5 separate regions of the Mus musculus genome follow, and all the other regions are linked to region 4. The links are chromatin contacts, called in public ChIA-PET, capture Hi-C and promoter capture Hi-C maps. All regions are on one chromosome and are shown on one strand. The core of a region is the stretch at or near the end of the contact, and the rest is flanking DNA. Distances in the headings are between cores, read along the strand shown. Region 1 holds the start of Wdr45b (WD repeat domain 45B). Region 2 holds the start of Ogfod3 (2-oxoglutarate and iron-dependent oxygenase domain containing 3). Region 3 holds the start of Narf (nuclear prelamin A recognition factor). Region 4 holds the start of Mrpl12 (mitochondrial ribosomal protein L12). Region 5 holds the start of Cd7 (CD7 antigen).

Region 1 (4,460 bases), core at 940-3,439, 870 kb before region 4:
CATGATTGTTGTGCAACTTTTTCTGTAACTGCTTTTATATGGCTGATAAAATGTGTGTAGTGAATACATGTTCAAGGAAATTTCAGAAGCAATGATAATCAGATAATCTAGCATTACTGATACTACAAGAGGGGCCTTTTGTAAACATTTTAATGTCAAAGCCCCAACTTATAAAAAATGCTGCAGTTTCACAGGTTGTGTACAACAGGTCTGTCCCATTTGGGTAGGACATGGATTTGATAAAGTTTTTGCTATGTTGTTTACTACATTTTGAGATTAATAAGTAATCTATATTCATATTTTTCTGTAAACCTACATATTTTGTACAAAGTATCCTACAAGTTCTGAAACTATGGGAAGAAAATGCCAAAGATATCTCCAATTATGTTGAACAAAGCCAGCATTGTTTCAACAGATTAGCAAGGAGAGAGGTATTTCAGTAAAGGAGAAGTAAAAACAGTTATTTAAGGACTATGTTTCTCAATAAAGTGGATACTTGCTCCTCTCTTGACAGAGTCGTGGTATCTCTTTCTAGATCCAGGTACAGCACAGCTCTCTTCTGCACTTGTCTCCTTGCCTGTTTCATGATGTTTACCCCAAAGCTTAGTTTTGTCCTATGTCATCTTTGGAAAGGATTTCTTCCCAGAGAAGAAATGCAGAGAAAACACGTAGTGCTGTATGTCATGACGAATGCCTAGTATCCCGGTTCTTGGGAGCTTGAAGCAATATTACTGTGATACTTTGACCAACTTGGAGCTACATCGTGAGTTCCAGGGTTAGAGAATGAGACCTTGTCTCAACAAGATAAAGTGGAAGTACTGAAAGAAACACGCTCTCATGTGGCTCCTGGTAAGTGTCAGAGGTTTGTTAGAGCTGTGGCCAGACATTTCCCTAGAGATGAAGCCCTTGTCACTCCTTGCCAACAAAAAAACAAAAACCAAAAACCAAAACAAAGCCACCACAACATTCTGGCGTTATAAAGGCTCAAGTATAGGTCTCTCTTCTGGTCCTGCTGCTTAGGAAGCTAGACCCTATGAGAGATTAAACAACAGGAAAACTGAAATAAGATAAAGCTTGGATACCCTAAGTTTTTATTAGTGATTTACAATGTCTTAACATTTTTTGAGTCTCCAGATACATAATAACAATGTCCTTAGAGAAGCAGGAGTGTAGCCATCTGAGCCACTGAAGGCCTGAAGCTGGGGTCATCCAGCCCTGTGGAGATGAGGTGAATAGATATCCAGAGAGGCAGGTGAGTGTGTAAGCCAGTGAAACCCGAAGGAACAAGGCCTCCTTGACAGTGGCCAACTATCAAGACATCCTGCCAGGACCTTCACAGCCACCTTATTGTTGTGCAAATGTTCTCACAGATGGTGAGACCGTTTAGGGCTTGAACATTCATGCCTCAGCTGCCCTTTCTTAGGTTCATAACTAGAGAGATGAAAGGACAGTCCCTGAAGTGGTTTCCCCTCCCCTCTTCAGTGCTGATGGGATGAATGGTGGGCTGTGTGGGACTAGGGTCCTTCTGCTTAAGCTTCTTGAATCCTAAGACGCTACAAGTCTTCATTTGGGGGAAAGGATGGTAAACAGGTAAGGGGAGAAGCCAGTGAGGAGAGAGGGAACCAGAGAATGAATTGTAGTAGAGAGGAGAAAGCACCAGCTTCCAGAGCCATCCCAGACCCCTGTAAACAGAGCACCCCAAACAACAGTCGCGAGGTCTGGGGATCTTTTCTGTGAGGTTATGTCCTATTATGTCTCTTTGGAAATTTGTGTCTGTGAGAGGACGTGTCAGATGGTTGGGAAAGCTCGGGAAGAAATAGGGGATAGTCTGTCTGTGTTTGTCTCTCGGGGAAAATGCAGGTACCATTACACGAAGGCTGCTTCTGGTCGAACACGATGTGTATCGTGGGAACGCGGTGAGGGTTTCAGGAGACTGTGTTGTGGGCAGGAGCGTTGGCGCAGTCTCTTCTCTGCCCTGTCCTTGGTCCCATCAGTCCTGCCCTGCTTGTGTGAGTGCGGGGCACCCAGCTCTCTCCGCAGCTTCCCCTCGGCTGCGTCCTGCCCCGCCCCTTATGGACGCGCCCGGCGAGCCCTCGCCACCTACTTCCCGCCACCTACTTCCCTGCAGTGGACGCGTCTGTCCCTCGGCGCTTGCTGGTTGCGCGCACGCGCGCCCACAGATCCGCGCGCACTGATGACGCAGCACTGACGACACACGCACGACGCAAGTCCCCAGGACCCTGGCTTCCGGCCGCGGCGGCCCTAGCGCCGCGCGACCGGAGAGATCGCCTGGTTGCGAGCGGTATGCGGTGCTGAGGAGCCACAGTCCCTACGACGGCGCCATGAACCTCCTGCCGTGTAACCCTCACGGCAACGGGCTGCTGTACGCCGGCTTCAACCAGGACCACGGTGAGACCCCGGGCCCAGCTCCGTGGTAACACCCCAGCCCTTCCGGGAGACCCCGACCCAACGCTACCGCGACCGCAGGGCCCCGGAGCTGTCGCGAGCGTCCCCCGGACCCTAACCGGAGACTCGGTCGCGCCCTGAGAGCTCAGACTCTGGCGGCTCTTTCAGGAAATCTCCGAACCGCTCTGTAGGGAGGACCCCCCCCCCCCGCGGTCCTTTCCAGCCCGGGCACCCATAGCGGGGAGAAACACCCACCCCACCCCACCCCTCCGCGCGCTGCCGCCGCCCGGGTCGGCGGGCAGTGCCACTTTTTTACCGGGTACCTAAGAACCCGCAGGCTTACTGCTGGGCGTCAGGGTCTCCAGCGCTTACGTTGCCAGCGGGTGGCGTAGCGGGACCTGCCCGTCGCGGGGCGGCAGTTTGTCGTGGTTCTTGCGGCTGGCACCTTCGTGGAGTGTAGGTTCTTCGCCTTGATGTCTTAGCTGTACGCCTCTCCCTCCCCTCTGGTATTTTCTTCTGTTCTGTAGGATGAAAGGACTTACATGATTTGCGTTCCCGTGACTGCCTCTTGCCTCTTGAGTTTGGGGTCTTGGAGAAGGTATTCTTGCTTCCAAGATAATGGGCGGGAACCCCTCTTAGTGGGGATTATATCCCCGAGACGCTTTTTCTGCGTAACCCTCACTGTCCTGGAACTCACTCTGTTGACCCTGTCTCTGCCTCCCGGGGTGCTGAGATTAAAGGAGTGTGCCACTATGTCAGCTAACTTCCCTTTTCTAAATCTCCTCAAGGGAAAAGGGTAAAGGCTGATACTCTGGGCTTCTAAGAGTTATAACATCTTAGCTTTCCGTATGTAAAATTTCGAGGTGCTGTAGCAAATGTATGACTTACTGTCTTGGAAAGTGAACTTAACTTGATTTTTGTTATTGTTGGGACTGGATCTTGCTCTCCTGTTCAAGCTTATCTTAAGCTGTGCTCCAGGAATCTTCCCTTCACAGTCCCTGGAGCAAGTGGGATTGCATGCTCACTCTATTGCCCCTGGCTAAGAAGATGAGTTTTTTTGATTTTTATGTTTATTTTTATTTTTGAGACAATTGGCACTGTGTATCTCTGGCTGTCCTGGAACTCCCTAAACCTCCTTAAAAATGTTCACCACCTGGCTGTTTTTATTTTTGAGGTGGGGATCTTACTATTACAGACTATAGTTAGGTAGTGCTTTAAGTAGGTAGTGCTATTGTGCATCCCATTTGCATATATTCTCTTAGAGTCCATGTGCTAGGCATTTGAAGAAGTTTGAGGGATGCGTTCACTATAATCAGAACCTGTAGGATAGCTATAAGCTATAACATTTCCAAGGTAAACCAAGGTAAGAGGGAGAGAATGTGCATAGCCCATTACAAGTGTGGAAAGCCTTCCTTTAGATCGGACAGAGATAGGCAAAAGTATTATTGTCCTGTGGAAGCACAGACAGTTCTGGGAAGAGAGCAGTTAGACTCCAGTGTGGTGGCCTTGAGCAGTACGGGATTCCAGGCCTGGTTGCAGTGTTAGGGTTGGTCCCATTGTGGAACTGTGAAGGAGCAAGCGCATGTAGCATCAGCACGTGGGGGCTGAGAGGCTCATGGACATCATATGAGTTCCAGGACAGTTAGGGCTACACAGAGAAACTCTGTCTTGTAAAACCAGAGGGAGAGAGAGGAGAGAGAGAGAGATTAGCTTTTATCCAGGTGTGGTGGCACATACCTTTAGTCCTAGCATGTGGGGAGGCAGAAGCAAGCAGATCTCTTTTGAGTTTGAAGCTAGCCATGTCTACAGAATAAGTTCCAAGACAGCCAGAGCTACATAGAGAAATCCTGTTTCCAAAAAGAAAGAGAGACAGACAGACAGACAGACAGAGAAAAAGAAAATAGCTCTTGAGCTAGCAAATTGTCTAAGTTACTTTTCTGTGTGATGAGACACCATGACCCAAGTCAACTTATACAGGAGTTCATTGTGAACTTAGAGTTTCAGAGGGTTAGGGTCCATGACCGTGATGTCAACGGGGAAGCAGGCATGTCACT
Region 2 (4,495 bases), core at 23-2,522, 720 kb before region 4:
TGACCAAGAAGCAAGTTGGGGAGGAAAGGGTTTATTCGGCTTACACTTCCATACTGCTGTTCATCACCAAAGGAAGTCAGGACTGGAACTCAAGCAGGTCAGGAAGCAGGAGCTGATGCAGAGGCCATGGAGGGATGTTCTTCATTGGCTTGCCTCACCTGGCTTGCTCAGCCTGCTCTCTTATAGAACTAAGACTACCAGCCCTGAGATGGTCCCACCCACAAGGGGCCTTTCCCCCTTGATCACTAATTGAGAAAATGCCTTACAGTTGGATCTCATGGAGGCATTTCCTCAACTGAAGCTCCTTTCTCTGTGATAACTCCAGCTGTGTCAAGTTGACACAAAGCTAGCCAGTACACCACCCCACCCCCTCCTGAGGAAGGAGGATTAAAGTTTAAGACTTGCCTGGGCTATAAAGGAAGGTCAAGGCTAGACTTTGCAACTTAATAAGACCCTGTCTCCAGACTAATAAGTAAAATAAGGACTGGATTGCTTAGTGGTACAACACTTGTCTAGCATGCAGAAGGCCTTAGGTTCAATTCCTCGTACTGAAAAACAATTAAGGCAGTGGTAATTTGGAGAGATGGTGACTAGCTCCGTGATACAGCACCGGCTGCTCATTATGCCAGGAACCCTGCGATCCACCCTGGCTACTGCAAATAACAACAACAATAACCTGAAAAGGGAATAAACTCTACATATATCAGAACTGACTATAGTTTCCATTACAGTTCATTTCTGGAGGACACTGAAGCAGTCAAGATATTAGAAACAGTTTTCCTACCTTCTGTAAAATCACAAGCGATTATTAAAAAGAATTACAGAGTTGTGCATCCAGTTGCATGATTTCACCTGCTCGTCCTGTGCAAGGACTCAAAAGTCCTAGCCTTAGGAACCACACCCCCCCTACGCTCGCCCTCAATCCCCAACCCTGCCCGACCTGCCACTCTCAGGCAGTTCAAAGTCCCTGACAGGCTTCTCAATGCAGCTCTCGGGGCCGGGGAAAGGAGAGGGCGGCGGCCGTAGGAGACAGGTCATCCGGGCCCAGCACAATCGGTGGCTGTGGGCTTGACTCACCCGCGTCGCCGCCGCAGCCCAGCTACAGGAGAAGACAGAATTCCGCAGGTGCCTCAGGGTTGCAGTGCCAAGGGCCGAGAAGGCTCCGCCTCCCCCCACCCCACCCCACCCCCGCCACCGCTCGGCCTCCGATTGCTCTCGTCTGGCCGTGAGCCGGACGAAGACCGAGCGCGTCGCTCCCGCGTCCCGACCCCGTTCCCGCCTCGCTTTCGCTGTCGCAGCTATTGCCCCGAGTTTGGTGGCTCTCGTGTCGTAGCTGGCTCTGCGACGGCTGGGCCCGATGGCGCCTCAGCGGAGGGGACCACCCAGAATTCCCGAGGGAAGTAGTGCTGCAGAGCGCCGGCGCGCGACCAGGTAGCGGGATCCTTAGGGACCGGGAGGCCGCGCGCCACAGCGGGCGGAGCCTGACTGGTGTGTGTGGGCGTGGCCACTCCGAGGGCGGGGTCGGAGGGAGGCAGAGCGTGGTCTTGATTGCTGTGTCCTTGGCAGAGTGAGGCGTGGCCATCCCAGGGGTGGGACCTAACAGGGGTGGGACGTGCTCATGACAAGGCGGGGTCTGACTCGTGTCTGGGTTGGTCCCTGGCTAGAGGTGACAGGTGGGACCAGCCCTACTGAGACTTGAGCAGGCTTAATTTAGAGAGAGGGCGTGGTAGTGTGGGCGTGATTGATGTGTTGGGGCGTGACTTGGTTAGTGTATCCTGCGGCATCCTTTCTATAGTGAAAATGTCCACGTGGCTGCCCACCTCCAAGCTCTGCACAGAGGCCCTGCCCACAGGAAACCTCTTCTTGGAGTCGAGCTGCATTCAGTCACGTGAACAGGTTTCTCTCGCTAGGGACCCTTTTTGAGCCTTTAGGACTCCCCACCCACTACATGGTCTGTCTCCTCACATCTCTGCTGGTTACCTCATCCCAGCCTTTCACACCTCACCTATCCAAAACTGGCCTTGTGAGCCTCTGTCAAACCCACACCTGAAATGGTAACTAAGAAACGGAGTCCTTAGGGACAGGGACCTAACTCTGACAATTCTGCATGTATTTTGAGACCTTTCCTGGACAGCAGAGCTCAGCCACTCTAGTTATACACACAGAAGTGTAGAGACACAGACACAGCTTCATCAGGGACCGGACCACACAGACCTGGGTCGTAGAGGAAACTTACACATATCATTTCTGACATTCTTCTGTGCTCTTTCTGGCTCCAGGTTTATGATTTGAGTTAAGTAGATATGCTTCATGTACGCTGGTTTACGTACACATGTGTTCGTGTAGAAACACAGGCTTGGGATGGGGCAGTCATATATGGATGCATGAGTGATCAGAGACTCACATGCCCTGACAATCCTCCAAATAGGTGCTCTGTGGGCTGGACAGAAATTACCTATGGTCAGCCCACAATTTTTTTGCCCATTGAAGCACATATTCAGCCCTGTCTGGTCAGAGAAGACAGGTCCATATACTGCCTGGGAAGCTCTTCTGAGGGGTGGTGATGGTGGGCATCCTGATAAGCTTGAGTTGTGGATGGAAGTAGATGCCCTACTTCCCACCAGCTGCCTCATAATTAGCTTACAAGTACTTCCCATATCTCAGGATTGATGGGATGCATCCATCTTGATCAGAGATCAGTGTAGACACAGCCCAAGCCTGGTGGCATCCAGTGTGAACATCTTGTGAGTTTGATTGGCATGCTTAGTATGATGGCTGCATCCAGTGGCTGGTTATCGTCTCTTTCTTTAGTACCAAGAAGGACCGGCTGCCTCGGGAGGCACAGAGGACATGGCTAAGGATTGTGGCCTTTGGGGTCGGCCTTGCTCTGGTCACATGTCTGCTCTGGAGTAGTGTGGGGATCGATGATGATGTTGCTGAGGTTGTGGCCCGTCGTGGTGAGGTCCTAGAAGGCAGGTTCATTGAGGTTCCCTGCTCTGAGGACTACGATGGTCACCGAAGGTTTGAAGGTATGTGCCACCGGCTTCTCAGTAAATTAGAGTGGCTGGTAGGGGCTGGAGACATGGCTCAGCATTCAAGAACATTTGTTGAATTTCCAGAAGACCAGATATCAGTTCCTAACACCCTTGACTGGCAGCTCACAGCTGCCTGTAACTTCACCTTCAGGAGATCCAACTTCTCCTGCAGGCACCTGCGGTTATGTGCATATAGTTATACCCAGACACACAGGACGTGACAGAAATGAAACTCAGCATTGACTTTTGCTACAGTTAAAACAATATATGTGGGCAGAGACAAGCCTTCCCTTCCCAGATAGGCAAGCTCACGCTTGGTTGGAAAATAAAGATGTTTCAGAGTTGGCTTCCAGTGCCACTCAGATGCAGGCAGCACCTTATCAGGCTTCTGTGCCCAGAGGCTGCCTGCAGAGAGGTAACAGAATTAGGGAGCCAAGAAAGGGTCAGCCAGATGGCTTAGCTGTTAAAACACGTAACACAAACTGGATGACCTGAGTTCAGTATCCTGAACCTACACAGTAGGAGAGAACCAACTGCTGTCTGTAGTTCTCCGACCTCTACACGCTAGTTATAAGCCAGAGTTCTGAGGTTGGGCCCAGGGGAATAGAGGGAAGCTGCAATGTCAGGGTCTCAGGGCCAGGTGAGGACAGCCTAGAGAGCACACACCTTTGGACTGGATTGGTGGGGTGGGGTGTTGGCCTCCTTGGGCTGCTGTTTTCCTGAACATTCGATATCACACAGATGCATTCTGTTCCTCAAATGTAGAATCTGGGCCTAGCTCTATAAGGGTGGTTTATTTTTTTACATTCAAAGTAATGTTTTGGATGTGAATGGAGAAAAGGTTCCATGTTCTTCCACAAAGGGGCGCTGTTGTGATGCACAAGAAGTCAGCCCTTCAGCCACATGTGAACCTGCAGAGGAAGAACTTTGTGGACCAGGTGGCCAAGGACAAAGGGCACATCCTCTTCTCCTTCTGCAGTCGATAAAATAAACATGTTTCTGTTGTGTTGGATGCTCTGTCCTGGGAGTCTACTTGGAATATTCTAATTTACAACACACACACACACACACACACACACACACACACAAATTGTAAATGGCAGTTTACCAGCCAGCATATCTTGTAGTAAGGTCCCCAGAGTTTACAGTCCCGTCTCATGTAAGAGCACACAGCTCACTCAGGGCAAGGGGAGCTGCCAGAATACAGGGACCGGTTGTTTGCCGAGCTTGCTGCAGATGCTCGACTCCAACCTGGCATCTCTCCAACAACCCTAAACATCATCACACTCAACTCTCCCGTCAGAGCTGCTTCCAACTTCTGCCCTCTGGGTGTCTGTCTGCATGACTCCACGGTGAAGGAGATGCAGAAATGAGTATGGCAGGCAGGTACTACGGTCCTGGAGACGGATGGTGACCAGAATGACAGGCTCAGCTTGGGCTGTGTCAGAACTTTCTAAAGG
Region 3 (4,661 bases), core at 1,458-3,957, 750 kb before region 4:
ACTGCCAAGATGTTGGTTAGACTGTGTTCAAACTTATCTCATCCTTACCAGAACCCTGGGATGGAAGAAACTCAACGCCTCACAACACTGATAAGAAATAGGGCCTCAAAAGGGTTGTTTTATTTTTGGAGATGGAACTTTACTGTGCAGTCTAGGCAGGCCTCCCCTTCTAAGGTATGCCCTAATATGTCAATGGGATTTTATATGACAGGGTAGGCATTAGGGTACAGGTCTGGTGTCTAAAGCATTGGCCCAAACTGATCCAGGACTCCAGGGACCATTGCCTCTTGGTGCACTGCTGCTCCCCAGAGGCCTGCTTCACAAAGGACAGCACTGGACACACAGGAGGGCCAGAACTATGCCCATCAGATTAAACAGTACATCAGAAGTACTAGGTCGAAGGAAAAAAATTCCTGCCACCTACTTCCCCAATGTCATTAATTCTACACTTACATAAAAAAGTTTTATATTACATTGACTGATTGCTTTCTTGTTTGATGTTATGTGTGTGTGTGCAATATGTTGGTGTAAAGGTAGAAAGACGACTTGTAAAAACTGGTCTTTTCCTGTCACCTGTGTTCATAAGTCTCCAGATGTCATATATGGGTTCTGGGGATCAAACTGACATCCTGAGACTCGGTGGCAAGTGTCTTTACCGGCTGAGCTATCTAGTAAGCTCTAAAATCAATTTGTTTGTTTGAAATGATTGAGCTCAGAATTTCAGGCTAGCTAGCTAAGCTCTCTATCAGTTGACTAATCCTTAGCCCTCCCTCAGTTTTTGTGTTGAGATAAGGTCTCATTATACAGCCTAGGTTGACCTTGAGCTGGACCTCCAAAGGTGTACCAGCATTCCTGACTAGTCCTAATATTTTCTAAGACAACTGTGACTGTAACCTTCTCTGTGAATCCATAGTGTGGCATGACACATGCAGTAGCCTCTTCAGAGCATGAAGTGAGACAGGTATGAAGCTCAGCTCCAAATGTGATACAATATGTGATACAATGTGATACAGTATGTACAAACAAGCATCACAACTAGCTGAAACAAGAACTGAACTAAACAAGCAGCTTAGTTAACTTAAACAGCAAGCTTAAAGAATCATGGAACTTGACCCTCAAGTCTGCATGCATTACAGAATGTGAGTTCCTTCCATTTTATAGAATAAGGTTTCAACACTGTACCACAATATTCCTATTTCTCAAGCAGTTCCTGGCCTGGTATGTTTGAGAAGACTCAAGACTGTCCTATACATGGCTCTTCCCACTTTTACTTCAGTCTTTCTTAGAGCAGTGAAGTGCAAGGTAGTATAAGACTGGACAGAAGAAACAACAGTAGCCACTCCACTCACACTCACGTTAGGCTGACACAAACCCGATCCACTCACGCTCACGTTAGGCTGACACAAACCCGAAGCATCTACTTGCCTCTTCACTCTCCTTGGCTGGGCTGGCCCCATCGCTTGGCTGGGCCCCATCACTGGACACATTCTCCTGGTCATCAGTTTTTGATTTTTTACTACATTCCTTTAAAAAAAAAAAAAAGGATGGGGGATGTTAGAAAGGAAAATTATTTTTCTTTTCTCTATTTTTATTTATCTATTTTTTTCCTTTTTAGATCAAGTCTTTCTACATAGTCCTGGCTGTCCTGGAACTCACCATGTAGACCAGGCTGACCTCAAATTCACAGAAAGTCTGCCTCTGCCTCCTGAGTGCTCAGATTAAGATGTGTGCTACCATATTTTTTTTTAATGAGATAGGGTCTTGATAAATTGCACTGTCTAACTTTGAGCTCCTGCCTCAGTCTCTCAAGCACTGGGATCATTGGTGTGTACCACCGAGCTCAGTCAAGAATAATTTAGTGTGATGCCAAAAACCAAAACATATCCTGAGCAGTCGATCTTACTTCTAAGAAACCCTTTCTACAAAATAAAATCATCCATACTTATAGAAGGGTACACATAAACACTCACACCCTCCATTTGTATTGTTTGTAGTAGTAATGAAGAACAGGAAGTGATCTAACGGTAATATATATAAGAACATTTAGATGTGGCTATTACACAAGATTACAGGCGATTCTCTGAAAAAAAAAAAAAACAACGTATGGAGTATTTGGATATGATACAATTCCTGTAAAAAAACAAAAAACCAAACGAGATTCCTGCACATGCATCACGTGTGAAGGCAAGTGAGGCAGCTGTCAGTCACTTCAGCCACCTAGTGGAGCAGGACAGGAGGGCCTGCCTGCCCTTTATTCCTTCTCCACTTCGTTGTATTGAAGTTTGTTGTTGTTTAAGTAGAAGAGCCGCTCAAAGCATCATTTCTAATTACTTTATTAATCGTTCACTTCCACAACAGGGTGCCGGGACTGAGATCAATCCCCGGCCCCAGAACAGTAGCTTCCACGGACAGTCCCGGCGGTGCACTCGCCTGCAGTGGACAACAGCCAGCTCGCCGCCCAGTCCTCTGCAGACAGGTGATGGCTGTCAGAGGCCGACATAACAGAGCAAGGTGCACCCGGCTGAGCCCGACCCTCACCACCGATTCCAGCCTTGGCTTTCGCCCCTAGCCCCGCCGGACGACGCACCCACCTTTCGTGTGCAGTGCTCACACTTCATCTGGAGTGGGACTGGCAGGAGGCCGACGCGCCTAAGCTGTGAGGAGTAAGGAAGACTGGAACACCGCCGCCTGCCGCCCGCTAGCGACCTGCGACCCTTTGTTGTCTTCTTGCACGGAGGCCCCGCCCCAAGGACTGTAGTAGACCAATGAGAGAGCCTAAGCAAGATGAGCCACACCCCTGAGCCAATGAAAAGAGTGCAAGGATGGTATGGCACGCTCACCCCGCCTCCGCCGCTTAAGCCAATGAGAGTGTGAGGAAGTGGCAGGTCCCTCCCAGGAGCCAATCAGAGAACGGGGGTGGAGCTTGTCCCTCGACTAGTAGTTGCCCGGCCGGGACATATCCTCCTGTCAGTTTTTGCCTGGTTAAGGACTAATGGGGAAAGTTGGCAAAGGCGGGCGTATGAGGCAGGAAGAGTGCGCTGACCGAGCGGACGAGGCCGAATCGCGGCGACCTCAGAGCGCCTTGCTCAGTGGCCGCGGCCTGGCCCGCTCAATCAAGTTAGCGTCGTAAGTTCTGCTCTACTGCGTCTCCTGGAGGGCGGAGCCGGCGCCGCCCTCTACCGCCGCCATGACCAGCCAGCGAAGCCTCACGTAGGCCGGTGCGGCACAAGTGCACATGCGCAGCAGGCTTGCTTTGCTTTATGGGCAATGCTGCTGAGTCTGGCGTGTAGATTCAAAGTAGGCTGACCTTGAATCTTGGCGAGTTAGCGCATGCCTTTAGTCCCAGAACCCAGGAGACAGAGCAAGGCAGATCTCTGAGTTCCAGGACGGCCAGTACTACACATGTACCTGTCTACAAACAAAATGACAGGTAGGATGAGCAGGCCTATTGGCAATTACCCAACACTCAGGAGGCTGAGGCAGGAAAATGATAAAATTAAAGCCAACACTGCCCTATACTGCTACACAGTGAGACCTGTCTCCAAGGCAGATTAAATGCATTATTCTTTTGTTGTGTTCCAATCCCCTGGGAAAGACCAAAGACAGACTCAATTCAAATTTAAATTAAATAAGTGCATTCTTACTCCTACCTGAAGGACAGCGGCTTTAGAGCCAAACAGCATGCTGGAAGAAGGCTAAAGGAAAGCTTTATAAAGTAGATATCATAGCTGCACACCACCTACAGAATAGGGCAAGTTACATAATATACAAAAGATGTACCTTATCTATGGAATCCACAGCTGGGCAAGAGAATCGTCCTGTGTAATAATGTACATATAACTCCCCTGGGACAGCTAAAGAAACTTACTATAGTACCAGGCATCCCTTAAAGGCCACTGACCTTTGACCTGGAATGTCAATAATAGAATGAGATTATAGGATAATGGTTTACCGAGGGAAGTGTCTCTAATAACTGAGAGCAGCCTGTTTCTGGACCAGCAGTAACAGTGCCCCCAAGTTACAGCTGGCTGTCACATCCCCAGCCCTAAATTCTCTGAATTAGCTTGTTAAATGGAGTTTGTTTTTCAGTGCCTTCTAAAAGCTGAGTTTAAACATATCATTAGAAATATAAGGGGGCTAGGGAGATGATGGCTAAGAGCACTGCCTTTCTTTCAGAGGATCAAAGTTGGTTCTTAGCACCTGTGACTGACTGGCTAGAAACTTCCCGGGCTCCAACTCGAGGGATCTAGCGCCTCTTCTGGCCACCGGAGGCAACAGACACACAGTGCATTTGCTCACATGCTGCCAAAACGCTCATAAAACAAAAAGAAATATGAATTTAGGGCCCAGTGAAACGGTTTAGTAGGTAAAGCAAGGTAAACCCCTGCAAGGTGTCCTCTCCTCCACTTGCTACTATGGATGTGCGCACACACAACATAAAGAAATAAAAATGTTAACATCATTGTGAGTTTACCTTACTTTCAGTTCACTAAAATTATTCTCAGTGATGTCGGGAGTACGGGCAGTCGCCCGAGGAGCTCCAGGTCCTATCACCAGAACCAAAACCTGTTCTGTCTCACAGCTATCTTCTGGTTCTCTTCCTCTCTCCTGTTTCATGCAATTTTCCCATGTACATGGAAAAAATATATATGTATATGTGT
Region 4 (4,051 bases), core at 1,195-3,694:
GATACAGTTATGACCTTTTTCAAAGGCACTCCAGCTTAGGCAATGAGACCTAGCCTTGCTTTAAAAGTGAAGTCTGGGCTGGAGAAATGGCTCAGAAGCTAAGAGTACACTCTGTTGTTCATAGGAGCCTGAGTTCAGTTCCCAGCACCCATGTCAGGCTGGTAACAACAGCCTTCACCTCCAGCTTAAGGGACCCCACACTCTCTTCTGACCTCGCTAGCTACCCACATACATGTGGCACACACACAAACTAAGCAGCACTTATCTGACATAGGGTTTCACTGCGTTGCCCTGGAAGGCTGAGAATTCAGAGATCTGCCTGCATTTACTTCCCAAGTGCTGAGATTAAAAGTGTATGCTACCTTGCCTGGCCCTCCCTTCAGATTTCTTCCCCCTGGTTTTTCAAGTCAGGGTTTCTTGGTACAGCCTTGGCTGTCCTGGAACTCACTCTATAGACCAGGCTGACCCCGAACTCAGAAATCTGTCTGTCTCTGCCTCCCAAATGTTAGGATGTGTGCCACCACTGCCTGGCTTCTCCCACTCAAAATTTAAATATCCCTTGGAGGGCTGGAGAGATGGCTCAGCGGTTAAAAGCACCGACTGCTCTTCCGAAGGTCGTGAGTTCAAATCCCAGCAACCACATGGTGGCTTACAACCATCCTTAATGAGATCTGACTCCCTCTTCTGGAAATGTCTGAAGACAGCTACAGTGTACTTACATATAATAAATAAATAAATCTTTAAAAAAAAAAATCACTTGGAAACCCTCTGTCAGCCAGAACTCTTTGAGAAACACCTTGCTTTCTCTTCCTCAACACCTTCAAGTTTGATTCAACATTGTCATGTTGTAGAGGCCTTCCTCGAAATTCCAAGTCTCTTCCCTACCTGTCCAAATTGGTGCAGTGCACTTGAGGCAGGCACTCTCCCACAACATCTCTGTGCCCTCCCTACTTTTAATAATACTCAAGACTGCTGCACTGTTTGGCGTACCGTTTCCTCTCTTCAGATCATTTTTCCCACCAGTGTAGCTCAGAGGGCAGAAGGAAAGCTAGCTTACAGAATCGAGGTCCTGATCCCCAGAACCCATGCGGAAGGGGAGAACCCCCAAAAGCTGACCTTTGACCACCCCCTGCTCATGCACACCCACACACATGCACGCACTAGTAAAGATCTCGAATGCCTTCGGCAGAAAATTTCCCAAAGCTATTGCAGGGAGCCCACAGCAGAACACAGGGATTACAGCTACAGACTCAAGGAGGAACAGGGAAATACCTAAGTTATTGAGTCGGGCAGTTAACTGGGCACACAGAACTGGGTCTTCCTGTGGCCTAGGCTCACCTCAGAGGCCGGTGCTGCAGCAGAGACGGGACCAGGCACCATGCCACCCATTGGCATAAGGCCGACATCCTGGATCTTCAATGTTTTCTGTAGGATGAAGGAGAGGTCTCAGTGGCTGCTTATCAAACCCTAAATGGAGGTACAAATGGAGGTACAAGCCTATTTGGCCCTACCACCTAGGAAAGTACATTTGATAATTTACCAAACTCCCAAAACACCCCAGAAGAGACAGGGACCTCTGACCTTTGTTTGGTAAAAATACAACTAGAAGGCAGGGACTTTAGTCCTGGCCTGTGCCGATCTCTCCTAATACCTTCAGGAGTTCGTTGAGGTCTGAGATCTCCAGGAGCGTAAGGCTGGCAATGTCTTGGACCAGCTGCTGGATCTTGGGGGGGTATTCTTTGGGAGCATTATCCAGAGGTGCGCCGGCGAGTGCTTCACTCCTTCGGTGGCTGCTGCTTCTCAACTGCCGCGCTGCACAGACGCTGGGCATCTGTTGCCTACCCCAGGCAAACAGCCGTTAGATCAGAAAAAACGGGAGACTCAAGGGTACAAGATCCATGTGCTCAGTCTGCCACCGCTGAGGCCAGGCTCCACAAGCTGGGGTTAAGGGACCCGAAAAAGCTTTCCTACATTTCCCATAGAGCCTCAGGAGCCCACGACTATGTCTGCAATACTGCCCAGAACGGCAGGCTTCTGGTTGAATGGAATACATCAGCCTGGCGGGTGCACAGTGCTGCACCAAGCCTTCCAAAGCACGGGGCTCGGGCTATGCTGCCGACCACGGCGATGGGTCTCAGCGGCGGGAAGCTGGGGACGAAAGGTACCTGCACCCAAGGTCGCCCAGGCCGAGCCGCCCTCTCCACGCCCCGCAGGCTGGGCCGCGGAAGGTGGCGATGCGCCCGTCACCCCTTCCCTCTGAACCTACTTCCTGCCCGCCGCCCCGGCAATGGCGCTCTAGACCACCGCTTTACCTGGCAAGGCGAAGCGCTGCCCCCCGGAGTCCAAGCCGTGGCCCCCACAGGCAGCGGCTAGCCGCCACCGGCAGCATAGCTCCGCAAGCGGGAAGGTCACACGCGGCTCTAAGCGGAAGCGACGCTCTATCCGGGAGGAGGCGAGCTGTCCGGGCCGCTCTAGCCCGGGTTGGCTCCTGGTATTACGCACTAGGCGGTGCGACGCGCAGGCGCGGAGACAATACTGGGTTGGCGCTTTCTCCATCAGTCGTGTTCCGCACGCCTTTGTCTCGCCAGGGGAATAAGTAGGCGCCCCCACCCCTTTACCTACGGAACTCATAGCCCCTTGAATTCAACTCAGTGGTCCAAGAGGTTAGCAACCTCAGGAGCCCAGTACTCTAAACCTAGGAGAAGGAAGGGCCTGGAGTCCTCCCAAGAGCTCACTAGGCGGAACCGCCTCCTTTGAGTGCACACTAAGGCGGGCGCTTAGCGGGGAGGGAAAGAGCAAAACTTGAGACCTCACAGAAGTCAGGTTGAACCGTATATTTCAGGGTGAGCTATTGAGAGCTAAAACCTTAAGCAGTGGGTAATCCTGAGGGCAGTTGGGCTGCAAAAGCCCGCGTTTGCACCCTTCCTCACCCGCCTGGTGATGTATCCTGCACCAGATGAGTCTGCAGAATCCCCACCAGGAAGGAGACTGTTGGCAAGTCCACGGTTTCTCAGCCAGTACCCAGCACACTCCACAACAGATGCAGACTATTAAATTGTTGGTCCAACCCAGCCTGCTGCCCGAACAATCAATCATGAGAGTTTTGAAATACATTTTATTTTCACTGCTCTGCACTGAGAGATGACATCCAAGGAGAAGGGGAGACAGAGATACCTAAAGCTTCTACCCTTGCTGTGCAGGAGCCACATGGTTCTTCTGGGTACCAGGGCCAGGCCTGGACACCACACAGTTAGTTCACATCAGACTCCGGGCCAGGCTAAGCATCCCCACAGCATTCACCTGTGGCACCCAACACAGCCGGGCACTCTCCAGAGAAGGTTCTACTTGCCCTGCAGAGCCCCAGTCCCGGGGAGGTCAGACGGCATCAGGACTGAAGCAGGGAACCAGTGATAGGAGCCAGACCACCGAGGACAGGGAAGAGGGCCAAGGGGGAAGGCCCACCCCTTGCTCACAGAAGGGACACTACAGGGCAGTAATAGGGGAGGAATGGCTAGTTAGACATATAAGTGGTTTCTGGTGAACTGTAGTGTTACTCTGCATGGTGAGCGCCAGACTCAAGGTCAGTCAAAGGAGATGAGCTGGGCCTCACTGCCCTGTGCTGGCGGTCCCTGTGTAGGCGCTGGCTGGGCCACAGGGGGTTGCTGCTGGGGAGGGCCGGTGCTGGGGGCCATCTGGAGAGAAAGAGCAGATAGGCTCATCACCCCCCTTCACAAACAAAACCTTCGGCTTAGAACAAGCTTCACCTTAGCACATAGTAGATCAGGTTGTTACCAATATGGCAATGGCACGTGTGATCTCTTGTAAACTTGTCTCCTGTGCAATATGGACGCATGTGTACATACGTGCACTTAATGGCATGTCATGATTCTGTCTGCTGAGCAAAGCCCCTGATGCACCCAGTGCAAGGGATCAAAGGAAGCTCAGAAGTCCAAGGGCAGGCCGCTGGGAGACGGCTCACCTGCTGGTACAGGGGCTGCTGCCCTGGGATGTAGGGCTGCTGGGCTGGCAGAGACGCATCCTGCCCGGGAAG
Region 5 (4,037 bases), core at 1,173-3,672, 550 kb before region 4:
AGAGAAAAGGAGCCCACAGAGCAAAGCCGCACATTAGAGTGAAGCCACAGTAAATAAGAGACAGACTTACCCAGCACTGCTGGAAAGTCAGCTGCTGCTAAAAAGAAAAAAAAAAAAAAGTGCAACCCCTGAAAGCCCCAGGCTTTACTCCTCACATCACTTGACCTTCAGGGTCCACTGCCTCTGCCATTTATAGGCGGTGGTACACATCTTTAAATCCCAGCACTTGGAAGGCAGAGGCAGGGGGGTGTCTCTGATCTACATAGGGAGTTTTATTCCAGCCAGGATGATCCAGTGAGACTGTGGGGAGAGAAAGGGAGAAAGGGGGAAGGGGTAGAGGAGGAGGAGGGAGGAGAGGGAGAGAGAGCACACAACTGGGCATCGTGCCTTCAGCTGAATCACTCATCTCAGAGCCTCTCCACACCCTAATCCTCTGCAGTGTCTGCAAGGGCCACACCACGCCAGCTTTTCTTCAGGAGACTTCATGACTCAGTAATAAACTCTGGTGACCCAGCTGTCGTTGGGCTCTCACCACAAGGGGGCAGAGTTGACCTGCCTTACAGGGAGCCCTAAGGAACAAAGAATTTCTGGAGCTTGCTCTCCCCAGGGACCTCTCTACAGATCCTCACCCTCCCTCATCTCCATCTCCACCCTCTGTTTCTCTTGGACCCATATCGTGTCTTATTGTAATCCAAACTTGGGTGAGTTTGCCTCCTACATACTCCATAACCCAGTCTTCAGATAAGCATCTGTGATTCTGATCATTAAACGAGAACAGTAAACCAAGGAAACAGTCAACTTCTGGAAGATATGATTGTTAGAAACAAACCCACAGAATATCATTTGAGCCTGGCTGATGGTGCATGCTTTTAGTCCCAGCATTTGGGAGGCAGAGGCAGGTGAGTCTCAGAGTTTGATGCCAACCTGGTCTACAGAGTGAGTTCCAGGATAGCCTGGGCTACACAGAGAAACCTTATCTCACAAAACAGCAACAACAACAAAAACCACTCGAGCTGAGACCTGAAAATGAAGCCCCGAGCTAAAGACGCTGCCTGGTGAGCTGGAGAGATGGCCCAGTGGAGAAGACCCTGCCTGATGACAGTGGCCTCCAGAGTCACAACCACAGTGCATCTGATGCTACCGCCCAGCACCCAGATGCACAGAGTCTGTGCCTCTTCAATCAAAATAAATGCACTGGGGTTTGGGTCATCACCTCCTCCTGGAGCCCTGGAGCCCTTAGGCACAGCCCATAGGGCCCTGTGTGTCTATGATCTCTGAAACTTGAGGCATGGTGCCCCAAACAGTCAAAAGTGTCGATGCACGAAGACCACATCAAGGTCAGCCCTGCAGAGGTGGCAGCACTCCAGTCCATGTGCCCCTGGTGTGGCCACGGGCATCCTAGGAAGGAGACTAGGTCTAGGTCTTTGACTGTTCTTACTTCCCTGTAAAGTCTGTCTTTCCATGAACTTCTCCCCTGGGGGCTAGGTGCTGATTTCTTTACTGCCCACCTGACCCAGCTCCCCTCGTATTTCTCTCCAATATTCTCAGGCTGCACAGTTCCATACCTGCTGTCCCTGTGTTACCACAGGTGACCTGTCCCTCCCCAACCCTTTGTTCCTAAAATCTTCCAACTTTGACCTTCCTTTACCTGAGTCCCTCTCCCATGTGCCCTCAAGTACCCCGCATGGCACCCCTGTCTACACCATAGCATTCCAAACCCACCTACAGGGGGAGCATCTTCCCCCTTAGAGTAGGACCCCGGAGGAACTGCTTTGAGTCCCTATGTGACACTGTACACACACACACACACAAACTCACCCCTCAGTGTGACACACTGGCTCTGGTACCAGCAATAAAACTCATGGTTGACAAGAGTCCTAGCTCTCCCCCAACCTGGGAACCAGACACAGGGCCCTCGGTTTTGTCCCAGAAGGCAGATTGCTATTGAAGGGGCTCCTAGCCGCCCTTTGGCCTAGCAGATCTGGCTCAATCATGCTTCTAAGGAAGGATCACCCAGGCCGCCAAGGCAACCACAGCCAAGGCTACTGGGTATGCTGTGTCAGGCTGAAACCCCAGTGTGTCCAGACAACAGGTGAGACCACAGACCTGAACACATCCCAGCAGAAAATGACACAAAAGACCAGAGGAAACTTCAACTCCCTCCCGGCCTCTAAACCTTTAAGTCCCTCTAATTTTTCTTCCAGGTTACAGGACTAGTTCTTATTTCTTCTTCCTCTTGACGTCTCCTGTGGAGACTCTTGGTTAAAGATGATAAAGATGTGGGCCAGCCAACCAGCCAGGGAGGACAGTTGGGGTCAGGTGGCTTCCTCCACCTGGCTTGTTGTGTTCCCTGCCCACCAAGCTCCACCTTCATCTTCAGGAAGCCCTCCCTCGGAGCTTCACCACCAATCGCATTGAACTGCCACACCCCTGTTTCTTCCTCTCAGGGTTTTTGGTGTGAACTTTCACAGTGCTCAGTAATGTGTTGTAGCCAGAGTGGCTGATTTGGCTCAGATCACCTGGATTTGGGCGTCATGACTCAGCAGGCAGTGCTGGCTTTGCTGCTTACACTGGCCGGAATCCTGCCTGGCCCCCTGGATGCCCAAGGTAAGCATCCCTGTAGCAGGGCTCCCAGAGAGCATCTCACACACCCACCTGGGGAAGGGTTGGCCCTGACTTGACTTCCCCAAGTCTTAGTCTTAGACCTGGAATAGTCCCAGCTCCGTGGAAAAGCAGAGACTTGAAAGCTTTAGTTTACAGGACTAACATCTACCCTTGGTGCTTGTGAGAACTGTGTTCTTCAGTTCCCTTTCAGAGCAGCTGTCTGTGGGAAGTCTTGTGGTAAGGTGTAAAAGATCTACAATAAGATTATGGGAGGCTCAGGCTCCCAGGCACAATTCTTGTGCAAAACCAGCATAGTGTTCATTCTGTGAGATGCTGAGGTTTGTACTCAGTCTTGCCTACAGGAAAGTGGGTGGTGTGGGTGCCAGGCACGGCAAACGGGGCTGGAATCTGAAAGAGTGAGTATCCCATGAACAAGTCAACATGTGCCCCTTGCGCAGAGCCACAGGCTCTGGATGCCTAGAAATGATGGGGGGAAGGAGGGTGATGAAGAAACCAGCATCGGAAAGAGTAGGCAAAGAGGAGATAGGACTATGGCTGTCTGGGAGTGACTGACTCACTTAAAAGAGAAAGAAAGAGTACAGCCAGGGTGGGGAGTAGTCAAAAGGGAAGTCCTTGTGTTGAGATGCAACAAAGTTGCCAAGTTCCTATAGCATTTCTGCAGAGAGGGGTGTGATGGAGGAGGCATCTCACAGGAATACAAAATGGGAGAAAGAAACCTGGAGGTGTAGAGAGTGCAGCCCCTGTGCACAGCAAAATGAGACAGCATGTGTGAGCATGCGGGTGCGGGTGCTGTGAGAGATGCTCAAGAGTGTGCAAGGACATACATGAATGTAGGATCTGTGGAGCCTCTGAGATACGTGTTAGCGTGTTTGAGTCACCGTGTGCTGTGCGCCAGCTTGGTGCTAACTGGCTGGTTCTTCACAGACGTACACCAGTCCCCCCGACTCACGATTGCCTCTGAGGGGGATTCTGTCAACATCACCTGCTCTACAAGAGGGCACCTGGAAGGGATCTTAATGAAGAAGATCTGGCCTCAGGCTTACAATGTGATTTACTTTGAAGACCGGCAGGAGCCCACAGTAGACAGGACCTTCTCAGGCCGAATTAATTTCTCTGGTTCCCAGAAGAACCTGACCATCACCATAAGCTCCCTCCAGCTGGCAGACACTGGAGACTACACCTGCGAGGCTGTCAGGAAAGTCAGTGCCCGTGGCTTGTTCACCACGGTTGTGGTGAAAGGTAAGGATGTGCCCATCTGACTGTTGGCCAGGCCAGGAGCCCACTGGCTGCTAGAGACCTTCTTTGCACTTGTTGGAGCTGTCTGCTCAGAGCCCATTTCTTCCTGGAAACCTCCTAATGGTGCCCACACCTGGCTTGAACCTCAAGGCCTCCAATGAGGATCCCCACCTCAC

The links. Promoter capture Hi-C pulls out the DNA fragments that hold promoters and counts their contacts. ChIA-PET counts read pairs in DNA pulled down with a chosen protein or histone mark. Capture Hi-C pulls out chosen DNA fragments and counts their contacts.
Region 1: a contact with region 4 is called in a promoter capture Hi-C map of pre-B cells, with 4 times the contacts expected there. The contact joins the promoter of Wdr45b here to the promoter of Mrpl12 in region 4. A contact is called at or near these places in 2 of 39 promoter capture datasets (erythroid cells and pre-B cells) and 1 of 115 datasets of contacts at active chromatin or transcription factors (memory CD8 T cells).
Region 2: a contact with region 4 is called in a promoter capture Hi-C map of pre-B cells, with 2.4 times the contacts expected there. The contact joins the promoter of Ogfod3 here to the promoter of Mrpl12 in region 4. A contact is called at or near these places in 2 of 39 promoter capture datasets (neural stem cells and pre-B cells), 1 of 484 Hi-C or Micro-C datasets (embryonic stem cells) and 1 of 9 other capture datasets (embryonic stem cells).
Region 3: an RNA polymerase II ChIA-PET map of memory CD8 T cells shows a contact between it and region 4, with 6 read pairs. The contact joins the promoter of Narf here to the promoter of Mrpl12 in region 4. A contact is called at or near these places in 2 of 39 promoter capture datasets (erythroid cells and hippocampal neurons) and 1 of 115 datasets of contacts at active chromatin or transcription factors (memory CD8 T cells).
Region 5: a capture Hi-C map of embryonic stem cells shows a contact between it and region 4, with 5 times the contacts expected there. The contact joins the promoter of Cd7 here to the promoter of Mrpl12 in region 4. A contact is called at or near these places in 3 of 39 promoter capture datasets (cranial neural crest, pre-B cells and stem cell-derived epiblast-like cells), 1 of 15 datasets of contacts at CTCF or cohesin (embryonic stem cells), 3 of 484 Hi-C or Micro-C datasets (B cells, pre-B cells and pro-B cells), 3 of 115 datasets of contacts at active chromatin or transcription factors (T-cell acute lymphoblastic leukemia, embryonic stem cells and stem cell-derived neural progenitor cells) and 1 of 9 other capture datasets (embryonic stem cells).

What each region holds. Positions count from the first base shown.
Region 1 is chr11:121,352,176-121,356,635 of GRCm38.p6, reverse strand. It overlaps Wdr45b (WD repeat domain 45B), which reads left to right and starts at 2,189. Exons shown (of 10, transcript NM_025793.3): 1 at 2,189-2,409. The coding sequence starts at 2,343. It overlaps Rab40b (Rab40B, member RAS oncogene family), which reads left to right. Exons shown (of 6, transcript NM_139147.3): 6 at 1-515.
Region 2 is chr11:121,201,425-121,205,919 of GRCm38.p6, reverse strand. Ogfod3 (2-oxoglutarate and iron-dependent oxygenase domain containing 3) reads left to right here and starts at 1,272. Exons shown (of 9, transcript NM_025402.2): 1 at 1,272-1,431; 2 at 2,812-3,029. The coding sequence starts at 1,358. It also overlaps a transcript of Hexdc not described here.
Region 3 is chr11:121,235,282-121,239,942 of GRCm38.p6, reverse strand. It overlaps Narf (nuclear prelamin A recognition factor), which reads right to left and starts at 2,707. Exons shown (of 11, transcript NM_026272.3): 1 at 2,592-2,707; 2 at 1,426-1,524. The coding sequence starts at 2,618.
Region 4 is chr11:120,483,030-120,487,080 of GRCm38.p6, reverse strand. It overlaps Mrpl12 (mitochondrial ribosomal protein L12), which reads right to left and starts at 2,444. Exons shown (of 5, transcript NM_027204.3): 1 at 2,313-2,444; 2 at 1,652-1,838; 3 at 1,339-1,425. The coding sequence starts at 2,389. Hgs (HGF-regulated tyrosine kinase substrate) reads right to left here. Exons shown (of 22, transcript NM_008244.3): 21 at 3,980-4,051; 22 at 3,097-3,692. The coding sequence ends at 3,582.
Region 5 is chr11:121,037,863-121,041,899 of GRCm38.p6, reverse strand. Cd7 (CD7 antigen) reads left to right here and starts at 2,422. Exons shown (of 4, transcript NM_009854.2): 1 at 2,422-2,607; 2 at 3,550-3,864. The coding sequence starts at 2,535. The region is part of intron 1 of Gm11775 (a long non-coding RNA gene); the gene reads right to left.